7 separate regions of the Mus musculus genome follow, and regions 2, 3, 4, 5, 6 and 7 are each linked to region 1. The links are chromatin contacts, called in public Hi-C, HiChIP or PLAC-seq, Micro-C and promoter capture Hi-C maps. All regions are on one chromosome and are shown on one strand. The core of a region is the stretch at or near the end of the contact, and the rest is flanking DNA. Distances in the headings are between cores, read along the strand shown. Region 1 holds the start of Elp6 (elongator acetyltransferase complex subunit 6). Region 2 overlaps Map4 (microtubule-associated protein 4). Region 3 holds the start of Pth1r (parathyroid hormone 1 receptor). Region 4 holds the start of Camp (cathelicidin antimicrobial peptide). Region 5 holds the start of Cdc25a (cell division cycle 25A). Region 6 holds the start of Map4 (microtubule-associated protein 4). Region 7 has its middle 17 kb from the start of Map4.

Region 1 (4,119 bases), core at 923-3,422:
TTAGATTAAAAGAAAGCCTGCCTTTGTCCTTTATCTCTGGTTTCCAGTGAGTAGAACGGGCCTTCAGAAAAGGTCTCCCATGCAGAACTTGGAAGGCTGGGGCAACAGGGTTGTGAGACAAAGGCCAGACTAAGCAGACTGTGGTTCCTTTCAGCACCTGAGAGACAGAGGGTGGCGGGACTCTGTGAGCCCGAGACTAGTCTAGTCTACACCGTGAGTTTCAAGCCAGCATGGCTACACAGACATAAGAAACAAAAGCAAAAACAAAGGAACAAAAAAATACCAGCCTGATATGCTCAAGTCAGACCATCTTGAAACAGAGTTATTTTGTTCTGTTTGTTTTGAGGCAGGAACTCACCCTACAGGCTGTTCTAGGCTGGCCTAGAACTCACAGAGATCTGCCTGTTGTTGCCCCTGCCACCACACACCTAATTGTACGATGTTTTAAGTAGTGTCTTAGGCCCTAAGATGCTCCCTGGCGTCTGTGTCTGTAACAGTGAATGGGGAGGGGAAAAAAAAAAAACGGTTTTAGTTTTGGGTTTGTGGTTGTGGTATCTGTGTCTGCATGTGCATGGACATGTGTGTGCAGGCACACATGTAGGGAGACTTGAAGTCGGGGCTGGGTGTCTTCTTCAGCCGCTTTCCATTCTTTCCAATTTATCAAGGTAGGGAATCTTAATGACTAGGCAATCTGAACTAATGCAGCCAGCCAGCTTGCCCCAGGGATCCCACCTCTGCCTCTTTAGTGCTGGGATGACAGGTGTCCTCTTGCCTACCTGGCTTTGACGTGGGTTCTTGGAACCCAAATTCCACTTCTATACTTGGTGCCAAGCCCTATATCCACTGTTCTATCCCCTGGCCCAATTCTTGACAAGGCCTCTGATGACAAAGATCTCCCAGTGACTGTGGTTCAGACGGGACTCTTATCACAGCAATCGCTGGAAAGCCCTATGAAGATGGTCTCTGCATTGCCTAACTACCTGCTGTAGTTCTGTAAGTAACAGACAACATTGGGACCAAGGGCTGTCACACACCACCTCAATGCTGTACCAACCTAGGGAAAACCTGTCCAATGCCTCTGGGTTTCAGCTGTGTCCCTCTCCTCCCTCCCCCCAATATAAAATGCCAAATCACACTGCCTGGCCTTGAAACACATTTCCCACCCAAAGTGGTCACTTCCTGCTGTCACTCTGGACCTGGGAAATGCCCTAGCAACTAGAAAAGTAGTCAGAACTGGAGGTCTGAACAGTCAAGAACTGTTAGGCAAATAAAACCCAGAAGGATCGCAGGGCAGTGGTGGCACACGCCTTTGATCCCAGCACTTGGGAGGCAGAGACAGGCAGATTTCTTGAGTTCAAGGCCTAGCCTGGTCTACAGAGTGAGTTCCAGGACAGCCAGAGCTACACAGAGAAACCCTGTCTCAAAAAACAAAAAAAACAAATAAGCAACCAAACAACCAAAATCCACAAGATCTATTTAAAGCTTTCCATATGTGGTGTGTTTGCTGCAAATTACAGAATAAAACAGATATACTCCTGGGAGAGGTAACCCCTAAGTGAAAATGTGAAAGACATTTCGAGGTTCCATGGAGAGTGAGGAGGTTGGGAAAAACAGAGGGGATGGAATATGCTGAGGCCTTTTTGCAACCAGATATCATCAGAACTAGGAAGAGTGCAAGCAGTGTTCCGTGCAACCTGTAAAATGTTCCATGGTGGAAGGAGATTCAGGACAGATAAAAGGATCTCCTCTAGGGCCTGCTCTGCAACCATCTTTGGGCGCCAGTGTGGCACGGAGCACATGGTCCTGGGGCTGGAAGCGAACACGCAAGATAGTCCAGAAACCCATCTTCCAAAGGCCCAGGAATGCGACTGCAGCCTCGGCGAGCCCTCTCCAGACTACAACTCCCAGATGCCCTCGGTTTACGGCAGACGCGCCTACTCCACCGCGCAGCGTCCCGGATGCAATCCTGCACGCTCCCGGGACCTGCCCTCTTCCGGTCCGCACGACATCTTACCTGCTCGGTCTTGTCTGGGGTGGTGCTGAGAAGGTTGTTGAGTTCCGGAAACATCGTGAACTGGGATAAAAATTATGGTTCTACAGAAAGAATGAAGGTCCAAGAACAGCACCCACAAGACCGTGCTCGCGAGCGCGAGAAAGCGCGCATGCGTGATCTCGCTGCCGGACTCGAGTCAGCCAATCAGGCTTGGGGTTGTGATGCTGCTGCTGCTGCTGCGCAAGCGCGTGAGCACGTATGCTCGTAAAGCTGAGCCTTAGAGCGATCTCTCATTCGGGCAATGGACCATTGTGCTGCTCTCAGTAGGTGCGGGTCCACACAGTGCTGGTGCTCCCTCACGATTTAGCACGAGCAGGCGAGCTTTCTCTTTCCGTTGCTCCCCCTCCCTCCGCACCTCCGGGTCTTAGTTGCTCCACGTCTTCCTAGTGTATTGCTCACAAACTTGGGCTAGATACATGGAACACATAGAGAAATGTTTGCAGGATCTTCGCAAAAAGAGAGAACAAACCTTACTAGCACAGAATTACATCCTGAAGAGCTTTTTGTATAAAGCAGAAGCCAGGAGGCCAAAGAGATGGCTCAGGGAATAAACGCTCTTCTTCCTCCCTCTGAAGACCACCCACATTGGGTTGCTCTACTTGTAACTCCAGCTCCAGGGGACCCGACGCCCTCTTCTGGGCTCTGCAGCACATGCACACACAATATACACAAAAAAATTTAAGGGGACTCAGAAGATTTTAGAGGACCCTAATTTGATTCTCATTATCCACTTGGCAACTTATAACCCTCTGTAACTACAGTCCCAGGGAATCTGATAGCCTCTTCTGGCCTCCAAGGGTACCAAGCATAGAAGTGGTGCACCTATACATACCATCAAAACGTATGCATAGTTTTATTTTAAATAAGCAAGGCCCTCCTCGGCCTTCTGCTAAAACAATAAAAGAACAAAAAAGAAAAGTCAGAGGGATACAGGTCAGTTGAAGAGTTCTTTCCTAGCATCAAAAACAACATAAAAAGCATGCTGCCAACATCTGTGATCTCAGCTGTCAGGAGGCTTAGGCAGGAGGGTTGCCAGCAAGTCTGAGCTTTGTGAAACTACCTCTAAAAAATAAAAATAATGGAACTGGGCGTTATGGGGCACACCTTTAATCCTAGTGTTCAGGAGGCAGAGGCAGGCAGATCTCTGGCAGTATGAGGCCATCCTGGTCTACAAAGTGAATCCAGGCTAGCCAGGCGAACACAGAAACCCCATCTCGAAAAAACAAGCAAGCAAACAAACAAAAAAGAGGAGGAGGAGGAAGAAGAGGAAGAAAGAAATATAAGCTAGTGGTGGTGGCACATACCTTTAATTTCAGCACTTAAGAAACAGAAGCAGGGCTGGTGAGATGGCTCAGTGGGTAAGAGCACCCGACTGCTCTTCTGAAGGTCCAGAGTTCAAATCCCAGCAACCACATGGTGGCTCACAACCATCTATAACAAGATCTGACTCCCTCTTCTGGTGTGTCTGAAGACAGCTACAGTGTACTTACATATAATAATAAATAAATCTTTAAAAAAAAAAAAAGAAACAGAAGCAGTCAGATCTCTGAATTCGAGACCAGCCTGATCTACAGATCAAATTCTAGGACAGCCAGATCTATACAGAAAAACAAAAACAAAACAAAACAAAAACACAACAAATAAACAAGTAAATGAAATAATGAAATATACAGAGGTTATATACAGAAACATACAGTTATGTAAAAACAATGAAAAAAAATCGGCCATGAATGTGAAAGAGAGCCAGGAGAGGGATATGGAGGGAGAAACGGGAAGGGGGATGGTATAATTATAAACTCAAAAGGCATAATTAGAAAGGAATAAAAGGAAATACAACTGCACCCGATCTCTGTAGGTACTGTAGAGAAAAGCAAGACTGGATAGAGATTTGAAATTAAGGTAGTTGTCAGAGGTACCTTCACTAAGAAATTGTGATTGGGGCTGGAGAGATGGCTCAGCAATTAAGAGCACTGTTTACTCTTCCAAAGGACCCAGGTTCAATTCCCAATACCCACATGGCAGCTCACATCTGTCTGTCATCCCCGTTCCAGGTGTTTGAGTGTCTT
Region 2 (3,915 bases), core at 500-2,999, 320 kb after region 1:
CCTCCTCTGGTGTGTCCAAGGAGAGCCACAATGTACTTAAGTACATAGAATAAATAAATCTTAAAAAAAAAGCTGATTCTGTAATTATACATTTACTGGAAGTAATCACTAATATAGGAATTCCTGTACAATATCCCTACATATATATCCAGAAAGATGAAGCAATTCTTTGCAAATTATAATATAATGTTACAGGTATACCAAACAATCATATAGGACAGGCAATTATAGAAAGATCTAATTGTATTTTAAAAGAAATGCTTATAAAACAAAAAGAAAGAATAAAGACCCTCTAGGATAGACTAAATAGTACTCTGTTTAAATTTCCTAATGTTAATGAGAAAGGAACAACAGCAGCTGAGAGACACAGGGTTATTTTTAAAAAATTGTGGAATTAACTCAGTCTATATACTATAAGGATGTATTAACATCAGAACGGAATCCAAGAATATCTTGCATTGGGGACATGGATTTGTTTATCTTTCTATAGGAAACAAAAAGCTGTGATAACATCAAACAAAGCTAAGAGTTGATCGGGAGATCTTCTGAGAAGATAACCTGACCAGTCACTGCCTTTGCCTTCGAGCCAAAAAATCCTGGTCAAGAGATCTTCGATCCTTAACCACTGAAAGGTCTATGAGCAGGACTTTGGTCTACAGCAATACAGAGGCCATCTACAATGCAGAGCAACAATAGGCCTATGTGAAGAATTTTAAGACAGACTGCTGAATACCACATCCTGCATGCCCAAGTCAGAACTATAAGTAAGCCAAAGGTTCACAGAACTGAGGGAAGAGAGATTAAGAGACTTTGACAAGGAACTCCAGAAAATAAGATGCTAGAAGATAAGACAGTCCAGGATTATAAATGGTTCAAGAAATACTCAAGTTAGCCAGACGTGGTGGCGCACGCCTTTAATCCCAGCACTCGGGAAGCGGGGACAGGCGGATTTCTAAGTTCGAGGCCAACCTGGTCTACTGAGTGAGTTCCAGGACAGTCAGGGCTATACAGAGAAACCCTGTCTCGAAAAACAAAACAAAACAAAACAAAACAAAAACAGAAAGAAAGAAAAGAAATGGATATAAAAAGGCAACAGAAGGGCTAGAGCATGACTGTTCTTCCAGGGGTCCTGAGCTCAATTCCCAGCAACCACATAGTGTCTCACAACCATCTGTAATGGGATCTGATGCTCTCTCCTGGTGTGTCTGACGACAGCGATAATATACTCACATACATAAATTTAAAAACTTAAATTAAAAAAAAAGAAAGAAAGAAAGAAGAGAAGAGAAGAGAAGAGAAGAGAAGAGAAGAGAAGAGAAGAGAAGAGCAGAGCAGAGCAGAGCCAAGTCAGCAGAGACAGAGCGCGGTAGAGCATTAGAGGAGGATTGGACTAGGGTCAGAGAAGAGTAGGGCAGAGTAAGTACAGTTCAGGTGGCAGAAGAGTAAAGTCAAAAACAGTGAAAGGTGATAATTGAGAAGGTGACAGTTGAGCCAGGAGAAGCTGAGCTGAGTCAGAAAAGATATTGTTAGAAGACAAGAGAAAAACCCACACAAAGAGAGAAAAAAGAAAATAGCTATAATTGAGGACAGCCAGGGCTACACAGAGAAGCCCTGCCTCAAAAAAAAGCAAAACAAAAAACAAAAAGGAAAGGGTTAAGGAGCCGAGTGGCAGCTGTGCTGTGAGCCAGGAGAAAGCTTCAGGCCAAGCAGAAAGACTGAGCACAGGCTCAGCGCAGCCAGACTCTTGCCAACATCACCCTCTTGTGGCAAATTTGGCAGACTGCACTATTTCATTAAGGCCAAGTCACATGCAGTCTGTCCACTAGTCTGTCCAGACTGACTGACATCCTCTAACCTATCCTCTGTACTCTGCACATGACCTGAAAACGCTGGACCAAGGCTCATCCTTGAGGAGCGCTATCCTAGACTAATTTCCTTATATTTTTTATGTAGACCAGGCTAGGTTGGATCCACCTGCCTTCCAAATGCTGGGATAAAAGGCATGTACCACCACCTAACTTTTTATTCTACAAAAATGCTAGCCTCAAAGAACTTAGTCTTAATTTCTATCTTACAAATGGGACACAGAATAAAGTCTTAAGCGAACTGCCCACAAACTTGCTAACTGCTTGTGGAAGCCAACAATGAGTAAGGTACTCACTAGCATAAGACAGCCACAGAATCTGTTACTGCTATTTGAAAGGCATGCAAGGGCGAGGCACAGAGTACTGATAATAAACTCCTAGGCATTGGGCAGTTTAGGAGTAATCAGGGAAGAGCAATACATCTGGAAACAATTTCAAACGCAGTAGACAACAAGCAAGCCACTGCACCCACTCATGAAATGCATCCCTCAGGCCGGACATGATGGCGCACGCCTTTAATCCCAGCACTCGGGAGGCAGAGGCAGGCGGATTTCTGAGTTCGAAGCCAGCCTGGTCTACAGAGTGAGTTCCAGGACAGCCAGGGCCACACAGAGAAACCCTGTCTCGAAAAACAAACAAACAAACAAACAAAAAAGAAAAAAAAGAAATGCATTCCTCGCTTTAACAGAAAAGGATTCTTAGGGGGCGCTGGTGCCATCATGTTTATTTAAAAAAAATTGTACATAGGGAAAAAAGCAACTTTCCTTTTCATCAACTAATCTCATTTTATGTTTTGAGATGAGGTTTCTTGTAGCCCAGGTTATCCTTGAAAAGCCTATGTAACCACCTTAATTTCTTTATCAAGCTAGGATCTCATAGGTGTGGATGACAATGCATGGTTTACCGCTCACTTTTTAGTTAAAGACAGGGTGGTCATTTAAGAATTAAAGGAAATAAAGTCAACTACTGTTCTATTACACGCATAGCTCATTCAGCTGCCCCCTCTATATCTAGATATGAGGACAATGCTTTAAACTTCCCTTGATTGGCCCGAGCCTACAATCAAACAAGTGAGAACCTAACCAAGCCTGCTCCAAAAACAAAACACAAACTCAAGGTGTATACCTCGACTTTGAGCACCCAAAAAAAAAGTAAAATCAAACACAAATGATGAGGGTTAATAAATCGGCCTTGAGGAACATGCTTACAATCCCAACACAGAGAAAGCTGAACCAGGAGAGCCAAAGCTCCAGAACAGCATAGGCTACACCTTAAGACCCAAAGTAACAATAAGTCTTTAGAGCTCTTCTTCCATAATGCCTAAAAACTATTCCAAGTAACTTACTTGTGGTTAGAGATGACCCACTGTCTAAATTCACTTATTGCTATAGCACAGAATCCAAATTCAGTTCTCAGAACCCATGTAGGGCAGCTTACAACTGCTTCTAATAACTCCAGGCACCTTATGGTCTCCAAACATAGCATAACTCATACAAATACATAAACATAAATGAAAATAAGATAAAATAAATCCTTTTCATTTCTCTTCTTTGTTTTGTTGTTGTTATTTAATATAGGGTTTCTGGGCAGTCCTGGAACTAGCTCTGTAAATCATGTTGGCCTTGAATGTAGAGATCCACCTGCTTCTGCCACCTGAGTGCTGGGATTAAATCAATGCACCAACACTGATTGGCTATAAATCTTTTTCTTAAAACATACTGGTTCTTGGGACTGAGTGATGACTAAGTGTTTAAGAACACCTGGTGCTTTTGCAAAAGATCTAGGTTCGGTTCAAAGTTCCCACATAGGAGCTTAGAACCATCCTTACTATACAGCAGTTCGGGGGATCTAGCACCCTCTTCGGGCCTCTACAGGCACCAGGCATGCACACAGCACACATATACTGGCAGGCAAAACACTCAATATACATTTAAAAAGAACTGTGTTGGCGGGGCTACAGAAATGGCTCAGAGGTTAAGAGCACTTGTTGCTCTTGCAGAGAACTCAGTTTCAGTAATCAGCACCTGTATAAAGTGTCCCATAAATAGTC
Region 3 (4,262 bases), core at 238-2,737, 440 kb before region 1:
GCCAGACCAGGAACCCCATGGGTACACGGGCAGCGCCGCGGCCCACGGCGCGAGAAATACCAGGAGGCTTCCCCAGTGGCTCCTCTCGTGTGGCCGCCCGCTCATCAGCAAGGGCCGGAAGATCGGGGTAGTGGGTGGGTGGTCTGTGCTTTCCCAAAGGAAAGAATAAAGCAAAAGCGAGACAACGTCCCAGCCACGGTTCTCAGGTCCCGATGTCAGAGCTCCCTAGACTGCGTCCCCGCAACACTTATCCTTCTGCTGAAAGACCCGGGGCAGGGTCTCTGGAGAGATGTCCCGGGATGGGGGACAGCGGGCTCGGCTCTGTCCTGCACACACCCGCCTGAGAGGCAGTGGCGGGGGCAGGGGCGGAGGAGGCCCGGGGAGGGCGCGGAGGGGGGGGGGAAGAGGCTCCGGGCCGTGGGGGGAGGGGAGCAGCAGACGCCGAGGCGAGGGACGCGCAAGGCGGGCGGCGTCTCGGAGCAGCGGCCGGGCGGGGGGCTCTGGAGGCCAGGCAGGCCAGGGGGGGATCCCGAGAGCTCCATGAAGTCCCCCCGGGGCTGCGGACGGGGCGCTGGCTTGGGGAGGCTGTCGGGGGGGCCCCGACATTCATGGCAAGGCGGGGGCCGCGGCGGCGAGCTCGGAGTAAGTCGGGGCTTGGGGGATGGGGGTGGGGGGTCGGGCGCGCGGGGCGCGGGAGGCCGGAGTCGGGCAGGAGGGGACTCGGGGCCCGGCCAGGGCGGGCCCGGCTGCCCCGTCTCCGTGTCAGTCTGCGGCGCCTCCTCGGAGCCCTGTGGAGTCGCCAGCCCCGCTGCCGCTCAGTTCGGTGGCTTTTTTGGAAACTTGCAAATGTTTTCGTAGAGGAGGGGAGGGGGGAGCGAGGGAGTGACCGAAACCGAGCTTGGGGCCGTTGGAATAGCAGAGGCCAAAGCCGGGGAGCGCGGGGAGGGTGGGTGGTGGGTGGACGGTAGCAAAGGACCGACTGACAAGCAGACAGGCAGCCTCAGCGTCGGGGCAGCAGAAACGCCCGTGCCGCTCGGGCGCACGCAGCGCGGGTTCGGAAGATGGGAAATGGGGTGCAGGGGGTGAGCAACAAGGTCACGGGGGTCCAGACTGAGACGGGGAGCCGGCCACGATGCCGCGGGAGAGCCGGGAGCTGGCGGCAGAAACGCCGAAGGGCTCAGTGTGGTTGCAAAAGTCAGGATGGCATCCCCTAGTTGCACGCCCCGCGCAACTCAAAACGCGCCCCCTGCCCCGCCCCGACTCCCCTGTTGCCCACTGCCGCGGAGCTAAAAATAACAGCCTGGTCGCCCCCCGCAGACCGCGACCCCGACCCCTCCCCCGCCCCTCCCCCACTGGGCGTGGAGCGAAGCCACGGCTCCCAGTTCCCCCAAAGAGGGGGGAGAAAAAAGACAGAGAGAAAGAAAGAAAGAAAAGGCGGCGCGGGAGGGGAGCGGGGGGCGGGCCGGGGGCGGGGGGCCCAGCCATATGGATGTGATTTCTCCGCTCCGAGGCAGACAGGCCGCTCAGCAGCGCTCGGCGCCCGCCCGCCGCCCGCCCGGCCTCAGGCTGCCTCCCTCCCTCCGCCCTCCCTCTCTCCATTGCGCCGGTTCGTTCTCTCGCTCGCCCTCGGCGAATGGGCCCCGCGTCGGGCTCCGGGGCCTCCGGCCGCCCGGACGCCGGGGTCCCCTAGGCCGGGGCGTGGGCGGGGCGGCCCGGCCTGACGCAGCTCTGCACCCTCCAACCATCACCAGGGCCGGCGGCGGCTGCCCCGAGGGACGCGGCCCTAGGCGGTGGCGATGGGGACCGCCCGGATCGCACCCAGCCTGGCGCTCCTTCTCTGCTGCCCAGTGCTCAGCTCCGCATATGCGCTGGTAAGTCTCTCTCCGTCCACACTCCAACACAGGACTCCTGGAATTGCTTTGGGGTTCCTGGGACGAGTGTAGGCACAAATTCTTGGGCTCTCCTTATAGTCTGAACTTTGGGATGGGACCTCCGAGCCCCCACCCCCCCAGCCATGAACCAGGAACCCTGGTGTCTGCTCTGTTTGGGGTGTCTTACCGTAGGTTCCAGATGCCTGAAGTTTCCCCACTTCTGAAGACTTGGCTTGGGGTCCTGGGTCTGGAAACCTGTGGTTGGAGTTCCCCTACACCATGCTTCTGTGAGCATATGGCTCTGGTCGTATGTATCTTTTTCAGTGGTAACTGTGCGATTCAGCGGGTTCTGGGTGTGGAGTATCACACACTGCGCTGGGGGCGGGGGGAGCTCCGTTTTTGCAAGTTTTGTTTGCACCCGGTGCTCAAAGCTGTGTGCAAGAAGTCAGAAATCACTTAGACTTGAGGGTAGGATTTAGAGCCCTCCTCAGTTCTCTGGATCCTACAGATGCACAGATGTATGCATGAATGGGACCGCTTTACCCAAAGTGGAAATCGGTTTGCCCAGGGAGGTGGGTGTGGTACAGAGGTCTTCCAAAAGACACTGATCTCATAGCACACCTTGCAGAAGATATGTGCTGTGGGACATGAGTGTGCTGATCTTTGGGGGGTACTGTGCGTGGTCTGAGGGTGAATACCAAGAAACAGACTAGTGGAGAGGGCCAGACAGACAAAGAAAGGGGTTAGGATGAGAGCTCTGGACCCCAGCGGAAAGAGACTCAGAACAGAAGACAACTAGAAAGCTGGAACTCGACCTCATCTTGGGCTAGGGTCTGTTAGCCATTTCTCAGAGAGGGGAGATTTTCTGTCCTCTCATTCCCTTAGTGGTCCCATCCCAAGTGCCTAACCTATTCTTGAATCAGTTTTTGTGCCTGACTTTGAGGTCTTGTTGCCCCCCACCCCGTACTCCACCCCTGACCAAGGTCTAGAGAGACAGAGCAAGTAGCTTCCTTCATAGGACAGTCCGGAGGTGCTCCGGACACGGGGGAGAGAGCTATTTGCTGAACTTTCCTCAGTGACTTCTGTGTGTGTACACATATATGTGCATGTGTCTCACATTCGAGGACACAGGAGCTGTGGGGCTCCCCCAGCTCAGCCTACAGCTGTGTGACCTTCGACTCTCTTTCTGCACACCTCAGTTGCCCATCTGTGAACAGAGAGCACGAGAGAAACATTTGCCTGACACCCTAGCAGTTTGATGTCCTCCTCCTGTGCCCATAGCCTCGATTCTAGTCCAGCAAAGGACAATCAAAGCCAGAGACTGTTCAGGAGGTGCTCCGGACACGGGGGAGAGAGCTATTTGCTGAACTTCCCTCAGTGACTTCTGTGTGTGTACACATATATGTGCATGTGGCTGTTGGGTACAATATCCTTCCTCAGTGTGTGCCTGAATGTTTATCGGCACAAGGCTTTATGGGCATCTGAGTCAGTCCGTAGGGTTGTGTGTACTCGAGTTCACATGTGATTGAAGCTCTGCATCCGCACATGACTCCGAGGGAAGCACAGCTGTCTAATGCATGTGTGTGCGTGCACGTGTGCACCCTATGGGTGTGCACACGGGTCCATTGTTTGTTCATTTGTATTCAACAAATGCCTCTGAGTTTTCTGTTCGTCAGTCTGTTGTTCTAAGCGCTTTACGAAGATCATCTAGTTAGGTTTTACCCACGACCCTTTGAGAAAGGTACTTGCCCTGTTTTGTTTTTTTATCTCAGGTAAATCCACAATCACTATGGCCATTGTCTCTTATGATAACCAAGTATCAAGCCCTGCAACCTCAAGTGTGGTGGAACCCCTAGGGCCCCATAGTTCTCTGTAGGGAAGTTGACGTATATGCAGAGAACTTCCTGGTTTAGAAGAGTCCTAAGCTGAAGGCAGAAAGACAGATGCTGGTGTGGCTATACAGGGACCATGCCCTGACTTTGGACCGTCTCCCGCTTCAACTCTAAGGGGTATATAGTCCAAGGGACGGAGGCAGGGGTATAGTCCAAGGAACAGGAGTTTGGCCAACTCACTCACCCACCACCCTGTGGGATCCCTGGGCTCAGCTGGAGTCAGCAAACAACTGGCAGCCTGTGCCATCTCTTTCCTAAGCCTGGGGGGGGGGGCTCCTGCCCTGTCCCGATGTGTACAGGTACGGACAAAGACCATCCACATCAGCTGCCACCAAACTTATAGGTGACGTGCTCAGCCAGATCCAAGTCCAGGCTCGTTTCTCCCATGACCTTGGCTGGAGGACCAAAGAGCATCCTATTGGGGGGACACTGACCACAGCTGGACTCACCTGGTCCATCTGTCCTCACAAAGAAGAGTAGCCTGGAGAGGGACATAGAA
Region 4 (4,328 bases), core at 807-3,306, 460 kb after region 1:
TGAGCTAGAAGGCGTATGTGCTGCTGACAGTAGGAGCTCCAATGGCCACGCCAGTGACGTCAGGGAGCCCCTGGCCAGCTGTGTCGAGGATTTCTATGATTGGGGGAGATGAAATCCAGAGATTTTGATAACAACTCAGGTGAGGGAAAGCTGGGGCGAAGCCAGGTGGGGGTGTGGGAGAGGAGGGGGGAGTGTCCCCAGAGGAAGAAGGAATCATTAGGTCGCTCTTCTGGCCTTGAGATCTGGACTCAGGCAGTGGGTACTAAGCAATCAGGTACGAGGCCCCATGGGAATCTTTTTTTTTTTCTTATGGCTTAAAAAAAAAAAAAAGTTGGATTGGAGGGTTGCTCAGTGCTAAGCAGCACTTGATATTATTTCAAGTAGGTTTCTATTAACAGCATCGAGAGGCTCACAATTGACTGTGAACTTTAGCTCTAGGGGCCCCATTGCCTTCTTCTGGCTCCAGGCACCCACATTTACATGGCACACACTCACATAGACACGTATTTCTTTAAATGTTAATTTATCTATCTATCTACCTATGTATCTATTTACTTCTGAGGCAGGCTTTCATTGCAGTCCAAGTTGGCCTCAAACTTGATGTAGCTAGAGATGACCTTGAAGTTCTGGTCTTCCTGTCTACGCTTCCTAAGCGATGCGATTACCAGCCTGTACCAACGTGAACAGTTTATGTGGTGCTGGGATTTGAACCTGGGGCTGTGTATGTTGTAGTCAATCACTCTATGACTGATTATATTCCCAGGCCCATTTCTTTTTTTGGGGGGGGGGTTGGAATAGGGTCTCACTTGGTAGCCCAGTAAGGCTTTGAGCTCACAGTTGTCTTCCTGCCTCAGGCTTCTGGCAGTTGACATAATAGGCATGAGCCACCATTCCTGCATTTATAGGAACCGTGAACTCAGAGAGTCAGGTCACATAGGCAATGGGGCCCCTAGAGCTAAAGTTCACAGTCAATTGTGAGCCGACTCACTGTAACTTATGTTCTGAGAGGTGCTGTGCCTCGGAAGACCTGACTCCTAGGGACAGAACTGGCCCAAGATGTAACCCTCAAGCTCTAATGTTAAGAAAACAGCCCTTGGAGGCAAAGCGAGGGCGACAGGGCAGGGACAGGTCCCTGAGACAGAGGAGTAATCTAAGCTCTCATGGAGTAAGACAAAGTTTGAGGGTAGTCACTGGATCCAGAAAAGCCTGGCCAGCAGGGGTTTTAAGGGAAAGAACAAGTCAGAAATACTGAGTCAGTGTAGTCCGGGCTTTGGCTAAAGGCCACATTTACAGGAGGATAGGGACATTTTTGTCTTGAGAAAGGCAGCTGAGAAGGATCCAGGAGAGGTGTGGTTGCTGCTGCTGGACTAGGTGATGTGTCTAGAAAGCCATGATTGGTACCATGGATGCCGTCATGCTTCCATGATGAAGCATAGCCCCAGGTTCAAGTCCCAGCACCATACAAACTGTTCACATTGGTACAGGCTGGTTAGCACATCACTTAGGACGTGGTAATGCTTGGTTACCAGTCTCAACCTCCTCTTGACCCTGTGCTTCCAGACCCTTCAACTGCCCTGAGGATCGGAGCCAGAGAACAGGCCTTGAATGGCAGGGACAACTTCTTTCTTGAGGGATGGGGGTGGGGTGGGGTGGGGCAGGGTCTCTGGTTGGGTTGGCCACTGTCACTTACTCAAATGTCCAGAGAGTCAAATAGTGAACACTAAATCTAGGCTCACTCCTAAGGAATAGACAGTCACTGGCTCTCTTCCTTTCTTGGGGTTTTACCCCGTTGAGCAATACTGGATATGATAGTCCCTCTGGGGCCCAGGAGAAGCCAAGGCCATCTCAGGAAGATGGGGAAATTATTTCTTCATTTGGCAGGCTAGCTGACTTCACTCACTGCCCAGAGTCTCATGAGGCAATGAGAGTCTGAAGCAAGCGCTAGCCCCCCCACACCCTGGCCGGCAGCCAGGGGCAGGGTGGGCCAGGAAGGCTTCTGTTTGAAACTTTGCTGGATCAGGTTCAGGATGAGAATAAATGAGGCTCTCCTGGCCTGGAGGAGGCAGTCTTGGGAACCATGCAGTTCCAGAGGGACGTCCCCTCCCTGTGGCTGTGGCGGTCACTATCACTGCTGCTGCTACTGGGCCTGGGGTTCTCCCAGACCCCCAGCTACAGGGATGCTGTGCTCCGAGCTGTGGATGACTTCAACCAGCAGTCCCTAGACACCAATCTCTACCGTCTCCTGGACCTGGATCCTGAGCCCCAAGGGGTGAGGCAGAGGAAGAGCCAAGATCTAATCCTTTTAGCGTCGTCTCTCCTTTTCTCAGGAGAAACTCCATAAATCTGTGCCTCTTTCCAGGCTGTCGGCTTTCAGCCTTTGGGATACTTGCTGTGGCACAAGATGCCTGGGGCTTCCATTCCAGGGACGGGGGTAGGGGCGTCGGGGGCAGAATCACTAGCTCTGGGATTGGCTCCCTTTGCTCTTCGTTTTTCCATATCCATTGAGGAACCCTACCTAGCCTTGAGGTTCCCAAGGACGTGCCTGATCCTCTAAGACCCTGTCCTTTTCCAGAAGGGGAGCTGCTCTGCGTTATAGCTGGCTGAGGGCTGTTCCCATTCACTGTGTGTGGGGGGAGAAAGGAGGGGGCTCCTTTTCTCTTCCCTCTGTACTTCAGCACTCGATCCTGTCTCAGCACTCAGCACGTGGTGATGGAGGGTCACCATGTTGGTACGCGTCAAGAAACCGATCCTTGAAGTTGAGACTGGGCCTGAGACGAGTCTCCTTACTTTCTCTCCTGACCAGGACGAGGATCCAGATACTCCCAAGTCTGTGAGGTTCCGAGTGAAGGAGACTGTATGTGGCAAGGCAGAGCGGCAGCTACCTGAGCAATGTGCCTTCAAGGAACAGGGGGTAAGGCAGAGGGCTGGGGGTGGGGGTCCCTCTTGTGGAACTAGTCAAGGAGTCCCCAGGGACTTCCATCCAGTAGACTAGGGTTTAGGGCTTATGGCAAATGAATTCTAGTTTGACCATGGGCTTTCCCTTCTAAGGTGGTGAAGCAGTGTATGGGGGCAGTCACCCTGAACCCGGCCGCTGATTCTTTTGACATCAGCTGTAACGAGGTGAGTAGGATGCAGGGCACGGTGAGGGGATGGAACACGGGTTATCCTGCGGACCAGTTAGTTCCTATTCCTACCTAGAGCAGAAAGAAGAGCCCCCCCCCCCAACCCCCTTGGCTCCTCCCTTGAGCCTGAACTTTAAGACTGGTTCTGTCATCCCTTAAAGTAGCGATTCTCAAAAGTTTGGCTCTTACTTGGGAGGCAGAGGTGGGAGGATCCCTATGGGTAGCCTTATCTACATAATGAATTCCAGGCCAGACATGGCTACATAGGAACTCAGATAGTTAGGGATGCAGATTCTTAGGCCTCGCTAAGACTGTTAGGACTCCAGGGTGAGGACTTTTTCACCGGGATCAAACACAACCTGCTGGATATTCCGAATTCCGCTGAAGCACAGAGCACTCTCTTAAGAGTATCTTCTCAGCCGGGCGCGGTGGCGCACGCCTTAAATCCCAGCACTCGGGAGGCAGAGGCAGGCGGATTTCTGAGTTCGAGGCCAACCTGGTCTATAAAGTGAGTTCCAGGATAGCCAGGGCTACACAGAGAAACCCTGTCTCGAAAAACCAAAAAAAAAAAAAAAAAAAAAAGAAGAAAGAAAAAAGTATGTTTTCTCAGATCCTTGGGAGCCCCTTGCTATTCCCAGACCCCGAGTTCTCATCTTTTATTGAGGTTAAGGATCCAACTGCGTGTCCCAAAGGCTGAAAAGGGTCTAGAGGCTCTTGGAGTATCCCAGAAGTGTGGTCTAGGTGGGGAAGGAACTTGGGTGGCCCTGGGACCAGCCTCACAAGAAACCCACTTCTTCTTGGTACACAGCCTGGTGCACAGCCCTTTCGGTTCAAGAAAATTTCCCGGCTGGCTGGACTTCTCCGCAAAGGTGGGGAGAAGATTGGTGAAAAGCTTAAGAAAATTGGCCAGAAAATTAAGAATTTTTTTCAGAAACTTGTACCTCAGCCAGAGTAGTAGGCCTGCCTTGGCCTGTTTCTGGATTCCTAAAATAATAAACTTGGTAAAAGAAACTTCTCTCAGTGGCTTTTGTATTCATCTAGTCTTTAACTGTGGAGGCTTTCTGAGCCCATGTACATGCTATAATCTTATGTGCTCTATGTGTGAGAGAAAGAGGAAGAAAGCTGTCCATTCAGGAGGTGTATGTAAGGCACACAGCAAGTCTTCCACTTACATTTATAGCTGGGCAGTGGGAGTGCTCATCTTTA
Region 5 (4,035 bases), core at 798-3,297, 430 kb after region 1:
TACTGTTGCCAATTAAATTCCTAGGCAAGATGCTTCCCGAATGGCTGACTCCAGATGAATGTGAAGGCTGAACGGACACCTGGAGTGGTCAGGGGGATGGATGGTGGCCCATGCCTTTAACCACAGCACTCAAGAGGCAAGAGGCCAATGTGATCTACATGGTGAGACCCTGTCTCAAAATAAATAAATTGATTTAATTAAATTCTTAAAAATAAGTGGCTTAGTGGTTAGTAGCACTTGGTGCTCCTGTAGAGGGGACAAATTCAGTTCCCAGCAGCCATATCAGGCAGCTCACAATGGCCTGTAACTCCAGCTCCAGCGGCTCTGATGCCTTCTGATCTAAACACACACGAGCACATACATAGACACACATGAACAGTAATGGCAATACCTGAATCGGTCGATTCTGAGGAGCCCATTCTCTGTAGACTGCTGTTATTTCTCACTTCCATTTTCTCACAGTCACTGAAACCAAGAGAGGCACCTCCACATGAGCAATTTCTAGCACATGATTAAAAAAAAGGTGACATACAGGCCACGAAGTAGCCAGGCTGCCACAAACCATCTTTGAGAGACCAAGCCAAGGACACCCCACTTGGCCACCCAGAATACCCCAGTTGGCATTTAAACAAAGAAAGGAGTGAGTGGTTTGGCCTTGGGCCACATTGTCAGACAGGCCTGTGGCAAGGGCTGGGTTTCCTTAAAGGAGAGCCTCAGTCTGAGGTTCTGAGTGAGCCAGGAGTAAGGGCAAAGGTGACTAGGCCAGGAGTCCCAGCTTTTCAGGGTTTGCAAAAGTTGTAAGACAAGTTTAGGAGGCGAAATACCCAACATCGAAGGAAAAGCAACTTCACTAAAAATAGTGTTAAGCATTTTTGTTAGTGATAGTGGTGTAGGACTACAAAGTCCTCGAAGATTTCCAATATGGAAAAGTTAGGTAAAAAGTGATAGCTTAAAAAAGGTAGTAGATGGGTAGATACAAGAAACGTGCCGGCCAGGTGGCTGCATAGATTTTACACAAATGCAAGAAAAGAAAATGCCACGTCCCTTTGTTGAGAAGGAACAAAGCTTACAGGAAACTAAGATCCGGCGCGGGTGGTTCAGCAAAGAGGGCCTAGGAGGACCCATTCTCACCCTCCCTCCCAACCCCCATAAGGGTAGATTCCAAAGACTTTTCTGGAATAGAGACAGCGTAGAGAGAAATCTGAAAGGGGTGAACAAGACAGGATGCCCAGCAGGCTTCCTCGATCTCCGCGGTCTGGCTCTTGGCTGAGGATAGCCCTGGACTATCCGAACGGCCTCTCCCGCCCAACATTCCGCCCGGGAGGGAGGGTGCACATGGCGGGCCCTAGCCAGGCCATTCCGGGTCGGAGCATCAGAACCAAGTGGACAGACTCTGTTTCCTGCTGGATCATCCCGAGGGCCGACCAGAGGCCAGCGGCCTGGGGCATCGCTCGCTGGTCTCTCACCTGCCCAGTCCTTCCAGCTGGTCCATGGTGACCGTCAGGTTGGTGACAGGGGACAGTCCGCCAGCAGCTGACGCGCCAAACAGCATCTTCCCCGTGGGCTGCGGCGCAGGCGTGGGGCTGCAAGCGAAGAACAGGCGGCGGCGGTGGGGGGGCTCCGGGCCCAGTTCCATGGCGCCGCCGGGCCTGCCCGGACTCCCGCTCCGTCTTCCTCCGCCTCCGCTGCGCCGGGCCCCGCCCCGCTGGCACCGGCTTCAGCCGCGTGCCACGCCACCAGCGCCCGCGGGTCAAACACAAACACGACCCCGCGGTTCAGAGACGCGGCCGCCACGGGCAGCGGCGCGGACCGGCGAGCGTAGGGGACTCGGCAGGCGCCAGGCACAAGCACCGGTGCTTCCCTCTCTGTCCCGCGAGGCCCGCAGGCGGGCGGGCGCCTGCAACCTCAAGATTAAATCCAAACAAACTCCGTGGAGGAAGAGTCTTGAGACCACCGCTCCGACTAACTCGCCTCACTTTTTTTCTCCCTCCTTGCTCCGTAGCCGGCTCGCAGAGAAGGAACCTTCACTTCCCTCACCACCAAAGTGGCCTTAGCGTTAATTGCTGCACACTCAGGATAGCCGCCGCCCCGCCCCTTTCCTAGTTGGCGCCAAACGGAATTCACCAATCAGGAAGCAAACTTCTCCTCGCTCCCGAATGACAGCTGAGCCGGACCAATGAGAAGGAAAGGAGGAAGCGTCTCGTGGGCCTCCTCGAGGTCACGCCCTCTCTCGGTGGGGGCGAAGCCTGAAGAGTTGGGAGGTGGCTGAAATGAGAAAGGAGTCAATGAAACTTTCTGTGGGGGCGCTAGTCCCTACCGAAAGGCCCCGCTCTTTTTCAGTTGCATGCTGGGTAGTGTAGTTCCTACAGCGTGTGCTACACACCTGTCTGAGCTACTGAGCATAGTGCTGTGCACTTTTTTTTTTTTTTTTTTTTTTTTTTTTTTTTTTTTTAGGAGACAGAGAGACTAGGGAAGGCCATCTGGACCAGGCGTTGGCTCTTCTCTAACTGTGTGGTACAGTACCATGGATCCTGGATCCCTCTTTTCCTTCACAGGACTTCAGGCTCTGATTTTGTCTTTCTTTTTTTCTTTTTCGAGACTGGGTTTCTCTGTGTAGCCCTAGCTGTCCTCGAACCCGCTCTGTAGACCAGTCTGGCCTCGAATTCAGATCGATCTGCCTCTGTCTCTGCCTCTCGAATGCTGAAATTAAAGGCATGTGCCACCATTCCTGCTCCAGACTCTGATTAATTAATTTAATTAATTTTTGAAATAGGGACTTTTTTTTTTAATAGCCCGGGCTGAAACAGGAGTAGTTGAGAGCTATGATCCACAGATAGCAAGCAGAGAGAAGGGGGTGGGGGGAGGTGGGATGGAGAAAGGAAGAGGGAGAGGGAGGGAGGGAGGGAGGGAGGGAGGGAGGAAGAGAGAGAGAGAGAGAGAGAGAGAGAGAGAGAGAGAGAGAGAGAGAGAGAGAGAGACTTTGCCTGGTGTGGGTTTTTAAGAACTCAAAACCCACTCCCATCTACACACCTGTTCCAACAAGGCCACACCTTCTCTAAAATCCCTCCCAAACAGTTGGGGATCAAGCATTCAATCATATGAGCCCATGGGAGCCATTCAAATCACTGTAAAAGTACTAGGCAACATTTAGTGTTTATGTACATGACAGTGTTTCATGTGTGATAACTCTACTAGTGTACTTAATCTTTACAAGTCTTACATCACAAAAATAATTCCAGGAGGGACCAGAGTGAAGGGAAGGTAGTTACTTTATTCACTATTTAGATGAATAACCATTATATCACAAGACATGGTTATGGGCTTCTTAAGTATCTTCACTATGGCCATATTTGTGATTCCATATATTTTTCTTTTGAGACAGGGTCCCGTGCAGTCAGGCTGGCTTTGGACTCTCTATAGTCAAGGATGGCCTTGAATTTGATCTCCCAGTTCACCACTGAACTTAGTTTTGTGCTTGTTAGGTAAACACTTCTAAGTAAGCTACATCCCACCCTACCCCCATTGAGCTTCCCCAGTTACATTGCTCAAAGGATGTAATTTGAGCTGGGGAAGGTGAGAAATACCTGCAACTACAGAATGTGGGAGTTGGAAGCAGAAATTTAAAGTCACCTTCAGCTGCACAGGGAGTTCTAGGCCAGGTGGGGCTACTTAAGGCCCTTCTCAAAAAACAAGCAACACCAAAAAAAAAAAAAAAAAAAAAATGTAAAGCGGGGCGTGGTGGCGCACTCCTTTAGTCCCAGCACTCGAGAGGCAGAGGCAGGCGGATTTCTGAGTTCGAGGCCAGCCTGGTCTACAAAGTGAGTTCCAGGACAGCCAGGGCTATACAGAGAAACCCTGTCTCGAAAAACCAAAAAACAAAAAAAAAAAACAAAAAAACAAAAAAACAAAAAAAAGAAAAGAAAAGAAAAGAAAACAACAACAACAACAAACCTAAGCAACAACAACATTAAAAAAAAAGTCTTGGAGCTGATAAGATGTCTCAACAGGTGAAGATGCCTGTGAGCCAAACCTGAT
Region 6 (3,824 bases), core at 10-2,509, 370 kb after region 1:
TATCCCCTGATGCAATGCCACAACCATCCCTGGGAAAGAGCAGAGGCAGTTGCCAAAAGCGCAGCAGTAGGAAAACGGGCGGGAGACACTCGCAGGGAGCAAGAAACACTGCAGAGGCCCTGGGGAGAAATTCTGTAACTGGACCAGCGGAGGGCAAGGAGAAAGGGGGATTCCAGCAAAAGGCTGGGTAACACTAATCTTGCCTGAGAAGTACAGGCTACAACTCCGCTCCAGGAGGGGGCGAGTTCTGGATTCCTAAAACACAAACCTGTGGGGAAATCAGCCTCTTCCCCTAAAGACCAAATGCATTTAATCTACACAATCCAAGAGATAAGCAAACCCTCCCCAAAACGCCCAGGAGGCAATCTCAAGTAAAGTTGAGTTCCGACAGTAACAGTCCAAAAGAGCTCGTCCCGGGTGCTAAAATAAACCACAATCTCTGCTCCGAGTAACGTTTCCGACAGCCGCTGCTAGCCCTGGTCCCTGTTTCCGGACTCCGCACCCTTAACGTGACCCCTTTTGCATTCCCGAAGCCAGACACTAGATGCGCGTCAGTCCCCAAAGTGTGCGGGACCCACGCACACAAGGGCTCGAGTTGGATTCTCCAGACCACCCCTCGGCCCCACCCATAACCCCCAGAAGGGACACGCAGAGCTCGCCTCAGTCCCCACATACACGGACGCCCCTCCTGAAGCCTGGAGAAACGACCCCGGCGTCCTTCTGCATCCCGAACCCCACCCAAGGGCCCAGGCTGCAGTCGACCCTCAGTGTCCCGGCTCAGCACATGCCCAGCCTGAGGCAAGCCCCTCGGCTCCACAACCTCCGAAGCCCTGATACAAAATCTCTCCGCCCGCCTCGCCCCCTACGGTCCCCTCAGAAGGCGTCTCAGAAACTCCGAAGGTCACGCCCGCAGGCCCCCCACCAGGCCCCCTCTCTCAACCACCCCGGCGTCCCGTAGGCGGACAGCCACCGCCCTTCCCCGCCTCGGGAGGGACCTGCGGGGTCCCCGGCGGCCACCGCGAGAACCTGGGCGGGAGTCGTGGAGGTTAGTGAGGAGGCCGACCCTCCGATCTCAATCACAGCCGCACCTACCCGCCGCCGCCGCCGAGCCCAAGCCGGAGCCGCAGGAAGCCGGGAGAGGGCAGAGAGGAGCCGGGAGCAGCCGGGAGGAGCCGCAGAAGCCACAGACCTAGCCGGAGGGGCGGGGCACAGGGAGGTGGCCGCTTCCTCGTCGCCCTCTTGAAGGCCGGCACGAAGGCGGAGCGTGCTCGCCGTCAGCGGGTGCCGCCCCAGCCAATGGGCGCCACCGAAGGGCGGGCCGAGGCGCCGCGAACCAATCCACGCCGGCCCCTACTCCTCGCCCTCTCCGTGGAAGCAGCACGAGTGGCGGACCGTTGGCGCGGCGCGCGTCGGGGGTCTAGACTGCGGCCTCCCGCCCGCGGATGCCTCAGCGAATGGCGAGGCTCAGGCCGCCTCCGCCGTTCTGAGAGGGCCGCCGCTTCCTTTTCCAGCAGAAAGGATGCTAGTGTCAGGCGCACGCGCCTGCGTACGGGTGGGCCTGAGTGGGCCCCGCCGGCCCTGACTGGTGGGCTCTATGATGTAATCTGGGAGGGGCGGGGGCGGGGCCTTGGGTTCACTGCTAACCGCGAGGAACTGACTGGGAGCTGAGGGCGCAGCTCATAGTAGCTGCCTGAAACGTGGCTGGACCAAGTTGAGAAGGAACATTGTTGAATGCAAAACTGATTATATGGGGCCGGGCGTGGTGGCGCACGCCTTTAATCCCAGCACTCGGGAGGCAGAGGCAGGCGGATTTCTGAGTTCGAGGCCAGCCTGGTCTACAAAGTAAGGTCCAGGACAGCCAGGGCTCTACAGAGAAACCCTGTCTCGAAAAACAAACAAACAAACAAGAAAAAACTGATTATATAATTGGGAGTGTATTTAGTAACTTAAATAATTTCATGTTTCTTTTAGTTTTTTTCTTTTTTCAACGTAGTTACTTGAAAACTTAAAGATCACCTTTGTTCTGTTTTGGGTTTTTTGCACAGTGCCTCCCACCATAGCGCAGGCTGGCCTGAAATTCACTTTGCATCACCCACCTCCCTCAGAGTGATGGCAATCCCTCAGCCTCAGCCTCCTGAGTGTTGAGATTACAAATTTGAGCCGCCATACACAGCTAAAATTACCTCCTCCTACTCTCCTCTCCCCGCCCCCCTCCTCTAGAGTGTCACTACGGTCACATTATATTGCCTGTGCATAGTACTGGTCCAGAAGAAATAGTGATACCCAACTCCTTTATGCTTATTCCATGATCCACATATCTTAATCATCACAAGAGCCCTACATGGTTAATATATCCTCAGTGCCCTTTGTAGTTTTAGTTATGAGCCTTATCTTTAATAGTTTAATTTTCTCTCCAGCACTCCTCATTCTCATTATGTTAACAGGCAAGTTTAGTAACACCACAGTGTCAACAAGACAATGTTTGGCTAGTGGGGCTTTAACTTCAGTAGCCAGGTGCTAGGATTGTAAACTCAGGCATATAGGGGTTACCAGGAGAACTTGGTTAGGAAGTACAGCTGTGCTTTTGTAGCCTTAGGAAAGGTAAGCCTCAGTTTCCTCGTTTATGAAAATTAGATAATAGTCACTCTCAATAAAGTTACTAATAGGATGCCAAAGGTAAAATACCATATTCCCGATGAAGTCTCAGCATGGCTAAACAAATTATGTAAACCTGTGGAAGACTTCTAAACCTTTCTGTATCGATATTGTGTAACAGTTTCCTCCAAGATTGGAACTTTCCATTAAGCAGGAAGGCCCTGAAACCATCTAGTTTTACTAGGCTACTTCCTGCCAGAGTTCAGCGTCCCTCTCAGAAAAGAAGACCTACGCAGTAAAGAAGATTCTCAGAAGAGCAAAAGTTGCAGACTCTTAAGACCAGACCAGCTGCCTGAGAGAAGCAGAGACCAGCCAAGCCGCCTGGAAGAGGTTTAGACCAGCCTTACTTACTCAACCCATTGAGTGGCCTGCAGGCTATGCAGTGTGCCCCAGTTTTCCCAATTTGTGAGTTGTTACCAGTATTGGGGTGGGCCTTGGTGATTCAGCTGTCTTTGAGTCATTTCTGCTACTGTCAGTAACCCCTCACTCATATTTCATCATAGTACTGAAGGTAGCCCCAATAAAACTAATTGGTTCACCAAGCTGGGCTTTGGTTTGTCATGAGTTTCCTCTCTGGGATAAGTAGACTTCTGTATTGCATTTCCCCAGGGAAAGTTTTGTCACACAATACTCATTCATTTAAGCAGTAAATGGAGATGATGATAATATACATGAGATCCATATTAGTAACTGTCCTAAAGTACATACATAGTTACTTACGATTTAGTAGACATAGTTTACTGTTAAAGCCATAGTAACTGGAGAAATGGGTCAGCGGTTAAGAGCACTGACTGGTTTTCTAGAGGTCCTGAGTTCAATTCCCAGCCACAACATGGTGGCTCAAAACCATCTGTCATGGAAATTGATGCCCTCTTCTGGTGTGTCGTGTGTCTGAAGACAGCTACAATGTGCTCATATATATTAAATCATATTTTAAAAAATCATAGTAACTAACCTAATGTAACAATACACACCTTTAATCCCAGCACTTGAGAGGCAGAGGCAGGCAGATCTCTGTGAGCTCAAGTTCAGCCTGATTTACACAGCTTATTCCATGCAAGCCAGAGAGATGGTGAGAGCCTATCTCAAAAAAATTTTAGGGCTGGGGAGATGGCGTAGCGGGTAAGAGCACTGACTGCTTGCTCTCCTAGAGGTCCTGAGTTCAAATC
Region 7 (3,860 bases), core at 976-3,475, 390 kb after region 1:
GATCTTGTTACAGATGGTTGTGAGCCACCATGTGGTTGCTGGGATTTGAACTCCGGACCTTCGGAAGAGCAGTCGGGTGCTCTTACCCACTGAGCCATCTCACCAGCCCTACCTTCCACTTTCTAAAGAGCTCATTTTATGTATTGTGGGTGTGTGCATGTGGAGGGAGTCTCCTGGGGGTTGAATTCAGGTTGTTGGGCTTAGCAGCGAACACCTTTACCTGCTCAGCCATCTCTCTGTTCTCTGTCTCCCCAAAGAACTTTTCTGAAAAGATCCCAGACTAGTTGCAGCCCTCCTTTATCCAGAAACTGCAACATCTCCATTCAGGCCCTCCCACAGGCTCCTGTAAGAACAGGGAGGACAGAACGGCCCCATTATCAGAATTCCTGAGCTCAAAGGAGAACTCAAAAGTTTTACACACACACATCAGCATCTTTCATCTTCACCAAAAAGTTGTATTTATTCTTCCTCCAATAGATAAGAAACCAGGAGCTCAGAGAGGTTATTCAACTTCTCCAAGGTCACACAGTCAGAGCCAAGAAATTTGTCACTGAGATATCTTAAACTCAGTAACTCAGTGTTTTCTCAGGCCTGATTTTATTTACTTTCTATTACTTCTTTTTTTTTTTTTTTTTTTTTTTTTTTTTGGTTTTTCGAGACAGGGTTTCTCTGTGTAGCCCCGGCTGTCCTGGAACTCACTTTGTAGTCCAGGCTGGCCTCGAACTCAGAAATCCGCCTGTCTCTGCCTCCCAAGTGCTGGGATTAAAGGCATGCGCCACCACTGCCCTGCTCTATTACATTTTTTTTGTTCTTCTTGGTTTTTGTTTTTTGAGGCAGGGCTTCTCTGGCTGACCTGGAACTCATTATGTAGACTACGTGGCCTTAAACCCAGATATCTGCATGTTTTTGCCTTCCAAATGCTGGGATTAAAGACATGCAACACCACCACCATCCAGTTTAAATTAATCTTTCTTTCTTTCTTTCTTTCTTTCTTTCTTTCTTTCTTTCTTTCTTTCATAGCTATTCCAGCAAGGACTCATACTCCCTGACCTTCCCCTCCCTCTTTGTGAAGCTTTGACAGTCACATGAGACTCTGAAGTAGAGCCCCGACCAAAGGGATGAGATGCATTCATCTCCCAAGATAAAGAAGACAAGGAGCACTTGGCCTTAGTGTGCTTGCTAGACTTGTTTGAGTCTTGGTGTGCCTTTTTCTAAAACAAAAACAAAAACAAAAACAAAACAAACAACAACAACATACAAAACAGTTGCCTGGCTTGGGTACTTGGGTCTTGTTCTTGTATTTCCTGGTGTGAGGACTAAGATTATCCATTATTTCTTTCTAAGACATTTACATATATTTGGGTATCCATAGAGGCTAGAAGGCCTCAGATTCTCTGGAGCTAAAGTTACAGAAAGTTGTTAGCTCCCTGGCATGGGTGCTGGGAATTGAAGTCATGTCCTCTGTAAGAATAGCAAGCACTCTTAAACACCGAGCCATTTCTCCAGCTCTGATTTTTGTGGATTTTTTTTCTGAGACAGGGTTCTATGTAGCCCAGGCTGACCTCAAACATGATATCGTGCTGTCATGCTTTCCAAGTGTTGGGTCTACAGGCATGTGCCGCCATGCTTTGTCTCTGCCTTTCCTCCTTGATACCCCAGGTCACCATCTGGCATTGTTGCCCAGTCTGTGTGCCAGAATCTCTCTGCCAGGCTCCACATAGCAGCAATGTTTTATTTTGTAGCATCAACTCCTCAGATTTTCATTCCATCTAGCTGTGAGAACTATGCATTTTAAGATCAGTACTGAGGGAGTGGAGAGATGGCTCAGTGGTTAAGGGCACAGGCTGCTCATCCTAGAGGACACAGGTTCAATTCCCAGCACCTGCATGGCAGCTTACAATCATGTGTAAGTTCCAGGGGATCTGATGCCCCCTTCTGGTCTCAGAACATCCCAGGCAAAACACCCATATACATTTTTAAAAGTTCTACCAAATTCTTTGTCAAGTTCCGCCCTCTAAGGGAGAGAGCAGCTTTTCCCACTCTTGAACGGGAGTCAGACTTTGAATACATAGCCTGTGACAACAGCAGAAGTAGACAACTTTGGATGTTTGGCCATAAAAAGAATTACAGCTTCCTCCTGGTTTCTTTCTCTTTCTGTGGGCTCACTCTTGGGGAAGTCAGTCCTTGTGTCATAAGGACACTTCCCCGTCTGTGTGGAGGAGTCCCTGTGTGGAGGAAGTAGTGAGTGACCTCCTGGAAAGGGGATCCCCCAGACTTTGGTGAAGCCTTCAGATCTTACAGCCCCAGACAACACATGATTGATTCCTTCCTTTCTGTGTCTGCGTGGTCTCTGTTGTTGCTGTCTTTTTAAAATGTTTACTACAATTGTTTATTTCATGGGGGCGGGGAGCATGTATGTCCACTCATGTGGAACAACTGGCCAGAGCTGGTCCTCTGTCCATCTTGTGAGACCTGGGGATCAGATTCAGCAATTGTGCTTTCCCACCGAGCTATCTTTTCTCTCCTTCTGTTTTCCTTCCTCCTCCCCTGCCTTTTCTCTCCTCTGTCTCTTTCTCTCTTGATGCTACGTAGTCCACGTTGGTGTCAAGCTTGCTGTGGAGCTGGGGCTAAGTCTCCTACTTTTACTTTCCAAGTGTTGGATTACAGGTATGTGCTGCTGTGACCATCTTAGAATCTGATACTATTAACCATGCACTATCCCTGCAAGATGCTTCTTGATATATATATATACTTATGAGAAATCAGTACAAGTATTTTAAAAGACTTGTGGACTGGGGATGTAGCTTAGTTGGCAGTGAGTTCTCAGCATGCCCAGGTCCGAGATTGGATCCCTAGCACCAAAGAAAACCAGGTGAGGTGATGTACACTAGTAACCCCAGCACTCAGGAGGTGGAGGCAGGAGGATTAAAAATTCAAGATCATCCTTGGCTACATAGTAAGTTTGAGGCTAGTCTAGGCTAGTCTGTTAATTTTTTTTTTTTTTTTTTTTTTGATTTTTTGAGACAGGGTTTTTCTGTGTAGCCCAGGCTGTCCTGGAACTCATTCTGTAGACCAGTCCGGCCTCCCAGAAATCTGCCTGCCTCTGCCTCCCAAGTGCTGGGATTAAAGGCGTGCACCACCACTGCCCGGCAAATTTTTTTTTTTTTTTTAAGGAAGGAAGGAAGGAAGAAAGGAAGGAAGGACAAGCCTGGGTTGTGATGTCACAAGCCTAAAACCTCAGCTCTCAGGGGCAGAGGCAGGCAGATCTGAGTTCGGGGCTAACCTGGTTTAAATAGTTTCAGGACTGCCAAGGCTCTGTGGAGAAACCCTATTTTGAATAACAAAAGAAAACAAGAAAAGAAAAACAAAAAAGGCAAAGAAATTAAGCTGGGTAGGAAACCAAACTCAAAGGGTTTCTTTTCTTTTCTTTTATGTTTGTGTTGAGTATTTATTGAGCTTATGGGCCATAATGCCCATGTGGAAGTGAGCAGGTTTCTAACGTGAGTTGCTTGACTCACAGCATTCAAAGCAAGCAGACCAACCTATAAACACAGAGCTTAGGACAGTGTATATTCCCTATGGTGGAGGAACAAGAGGGAGTTTCCTGGAAAGCTGACCTTCCTCGATCTGATAACAATTAAAATCAATGCAGTTACATAGTATTAGTTGAGCTTACCAGGTCAATTTATCTATATACAGAGATATATATTGCCTTTCACTGCATATGAACTATACCTTTACCTAACGGTTAAAACTTCAGCGGTCATGTGCCTGCTACTCATCACACTGGGCAGAACAAGTTCATTCCGGCTCAGTAAACACTGCACTCTGGTGCCTTTACCCAGCACTCAGGAGGCAGA

What was found. Promoter capture Hi-C pulls out the DNA fragments that hold promoters and counts their contacts. Hi-C and Micro-C count contacts between places; a contact is called where the count stands out from the background. HiChIP or PLAC-seq counts read pairs in DNA pulled down with a chosen protein or histone mark.
Region 2: a contact with region 1 is called in a Micro-C map of embryonic stem cells, with 5 times the contacts expected there. The contact joins the enhancer-like site here to the promoter of Elp6 in region 1. A contact is called at or near these places in 10 of 39 promoter capture datasets (the 3T3-L1 cell line, 3T3-L1-derived adipocytes, the C10 cell line and 6 more), 1 of 15 datasets of contacts at CTCF or cohesin (embryonic stem cells), 30 of 484 Hi-C or Micro-C datasets (the AML12 cell line, the Ba/F3 cell line, the G1E-ER4 cell line and 17 more) and 1 of 9 other capture datasets (liver).
Region 3: a contact with region 1 is called in a promoter capture Hi-C map of embryonic stem cells. The contact joins the promoter of Pth1r here to the promoter of Elp6 in region 1. A contact is called at or near these places in 3 of 39 promoter capture datasets (cranial neural crest and embryonic stem cells), 2 of 115 datasets of contacts at active chromatin or transcription factors (embryonic stem cells and large pre-B cells) and 1 of 9 other capture datasets (adipose tissue).
Region 4: an H3K27ac HiChIP or PLAC-seq map of embryonic stem cells shows a contact between it and region 1, with 5 times the contacts expected there. The contact joins the promoter of Camp here to the promoter of Elp6 in region 1. A contact is called at or near these places in 3 of 39 promoter capture datasets (liver and stem cell-derived epiblast-like cells) and 1 of 115 datasets of contacts at active chromatin or transcription factors (embryonic stem cells).
Region 5: a contact with region 1 is called in a Hi-C map of erythroblasts, with 2.7 times the contacts expected there. The contact joins the promoter of Cdc25a here to the promoter of Elp6 in region 1. A contact is called at or near these places in 15 of 39 promoter capture datasets (the 3T3-L1 cell line, 3T3-L1-derived adipocytes, the C10 cell line and 10 more), 15 of 484 Hi-C or Micro-C datasets (CD4 T cells, CD8 T cells, ECoMG-derived neutrophils and 11 more), 12 of 115 datasets of contacts at active chromatin or transcription factors (the NIH/3T3 cell line, the SCID.adh cell line, astrocytes and 7 more) and 1 of 9 other capture datasets (embryonic stem cells).
Region 6: a contact with region 1 is called in an H3K4me3 HiChIP or PLAC-seq map of bone marrow-derived macrophages, with 6 times the contacts expected there. The contact joins the promoter of Map4 here to the promoter of Elp6 in region 1. A contact is called at or near these places in 1 of 39 promoter capture datasets (the C10 cell line), 1 of 484 Hi-C or Micro-C datasets (uterus) and 4 of 115 datasets of contacts at active chromatin or transcription factors (the SCID.adh cell line, bone marrow-derived macrophages, embryonic midbrain and 1 more).
Region 7: a contact with region 1 is called in a promoter capture Hi-C map of the HPC-7 cell line, with 2.2 times the contacts expected there. The contact joins the enhancer-like site here to the promoter of Elp6 in region 1. A contact is called at or near these places in 4 of 39 promoter capture datasets (the 3T3-L1 cell line, 3T3-L1-derived adipocytes, the HPC-7 cell line and 1 more), 5 of 484 Hi-C or Micro-C datasets (B cells, embryonic fibroblasts, embryonic stem cells and 1 more), 1 of 115 datasets of contacts at active chromatin or transcription factors (bone marrow-derived macrophages) and 1 of 9 other capture datasets (pancreatic islet).

The regions. Positions count from the first base shown.
Region 1 is chr9:110,303,245-110,307,363 of GRCm38.p6, reverse strand. Elp6 (elongator acetyltransferase complex subunit 6) reads right to left here and starts at 2,172. Exons shown (of 7, transcript NM_001081381.1): 1 at 2,015-2,172. The coding sequence starts at 2,068.
Region 2 is chr9:109,983,480-109,987,394 of GRCm38.p6, reverse strand. The region is part of intron 2 of Map4 (microtubule-associated protein 4); the gene reads right to left. Among named protein-coding and RNA genes, the nearest start is that of Map4, 54 kb to the right of the region's middle. Within about 2 kb of position 1,749, at least 51 of the 459 cell types and tissues checked have an H3K27ac peak or open chromatin away from gene starts, as enhancers often do. A contact at or near this core is called in embryonic stem cells, hippocampal neurons and muscle stem cells, where this site is marked.
Region 3 is chr9:110,739,835-110,744,096 of GRCm38.p6, reverse strand. It overlaps Pth1r (parathyroid hormone 1 receptor), which reads left to right and starts at 1,487. Exons shown (of 14, transcript NM_001083936.1): 1 at 1,487-1,871. The coding sequence starts at 1,797. It overlaps Gm35775 (a long non-coding RNA gene), which reads left to right and starts at 2,295. Exons shown (of 2, transcript XR_379891.3): 1 at 2,295-4,262.
Region 4 is chr9:109,847,184-109,851,511 of GRCm38.p6, reverse strand. It overlaps Camp (cathelicidin antimicrobial peptide), which reads left to right and starts at 2,056. Exons shown (of 4, transcript NM_009921.2): 1 at 2,056-2,269; 2 at 2,804-2,911; 3 at 3,049-3,120; 4 at 3,931-4,135. The coding sequence starts at 2,078. The coding sequence ends at 4,077.
Region 5 is chr9:109,873,591-109,877,625 of GRCm38.p6, reverse strand. It overlaps Cdc25a (cell division cycle 25A), which reads right to left and starts at 2,047. Exons shown (of 15, transcript NM_007658.3): 1 at 1,467-2,047; 2 at 392-465. The coding sequence starts at 1,636.
Region 6 is chr9:109,929,209-109,933,032 of GRCm38.p6, reverse strand. It overlaps Map4 (microtubule-associated protein 4), which reads right to left and starts at 1,259. Exons shown (of 19, transcript NM_001205330.1): 1 at 1,093-1,259.
Region 7 is chr9:109,912,791-109,916,650 of GRCm38.p6, reverse strand. No RefSeq gene overlaps it. Among named protein-coding and RNA genes, the nearest start is that of Map4, 17 kb to the left of the region's middle. Within about 2 kb of position 2,225, at least 59 of the 459 cell types and tissues checked have an H3K27ac peak or open chromatin away from gene starts, as enhancers often do. A contact at or near this core is called in the HPC-7 cell line and bone marrow-derived macrophages, where this site is marked.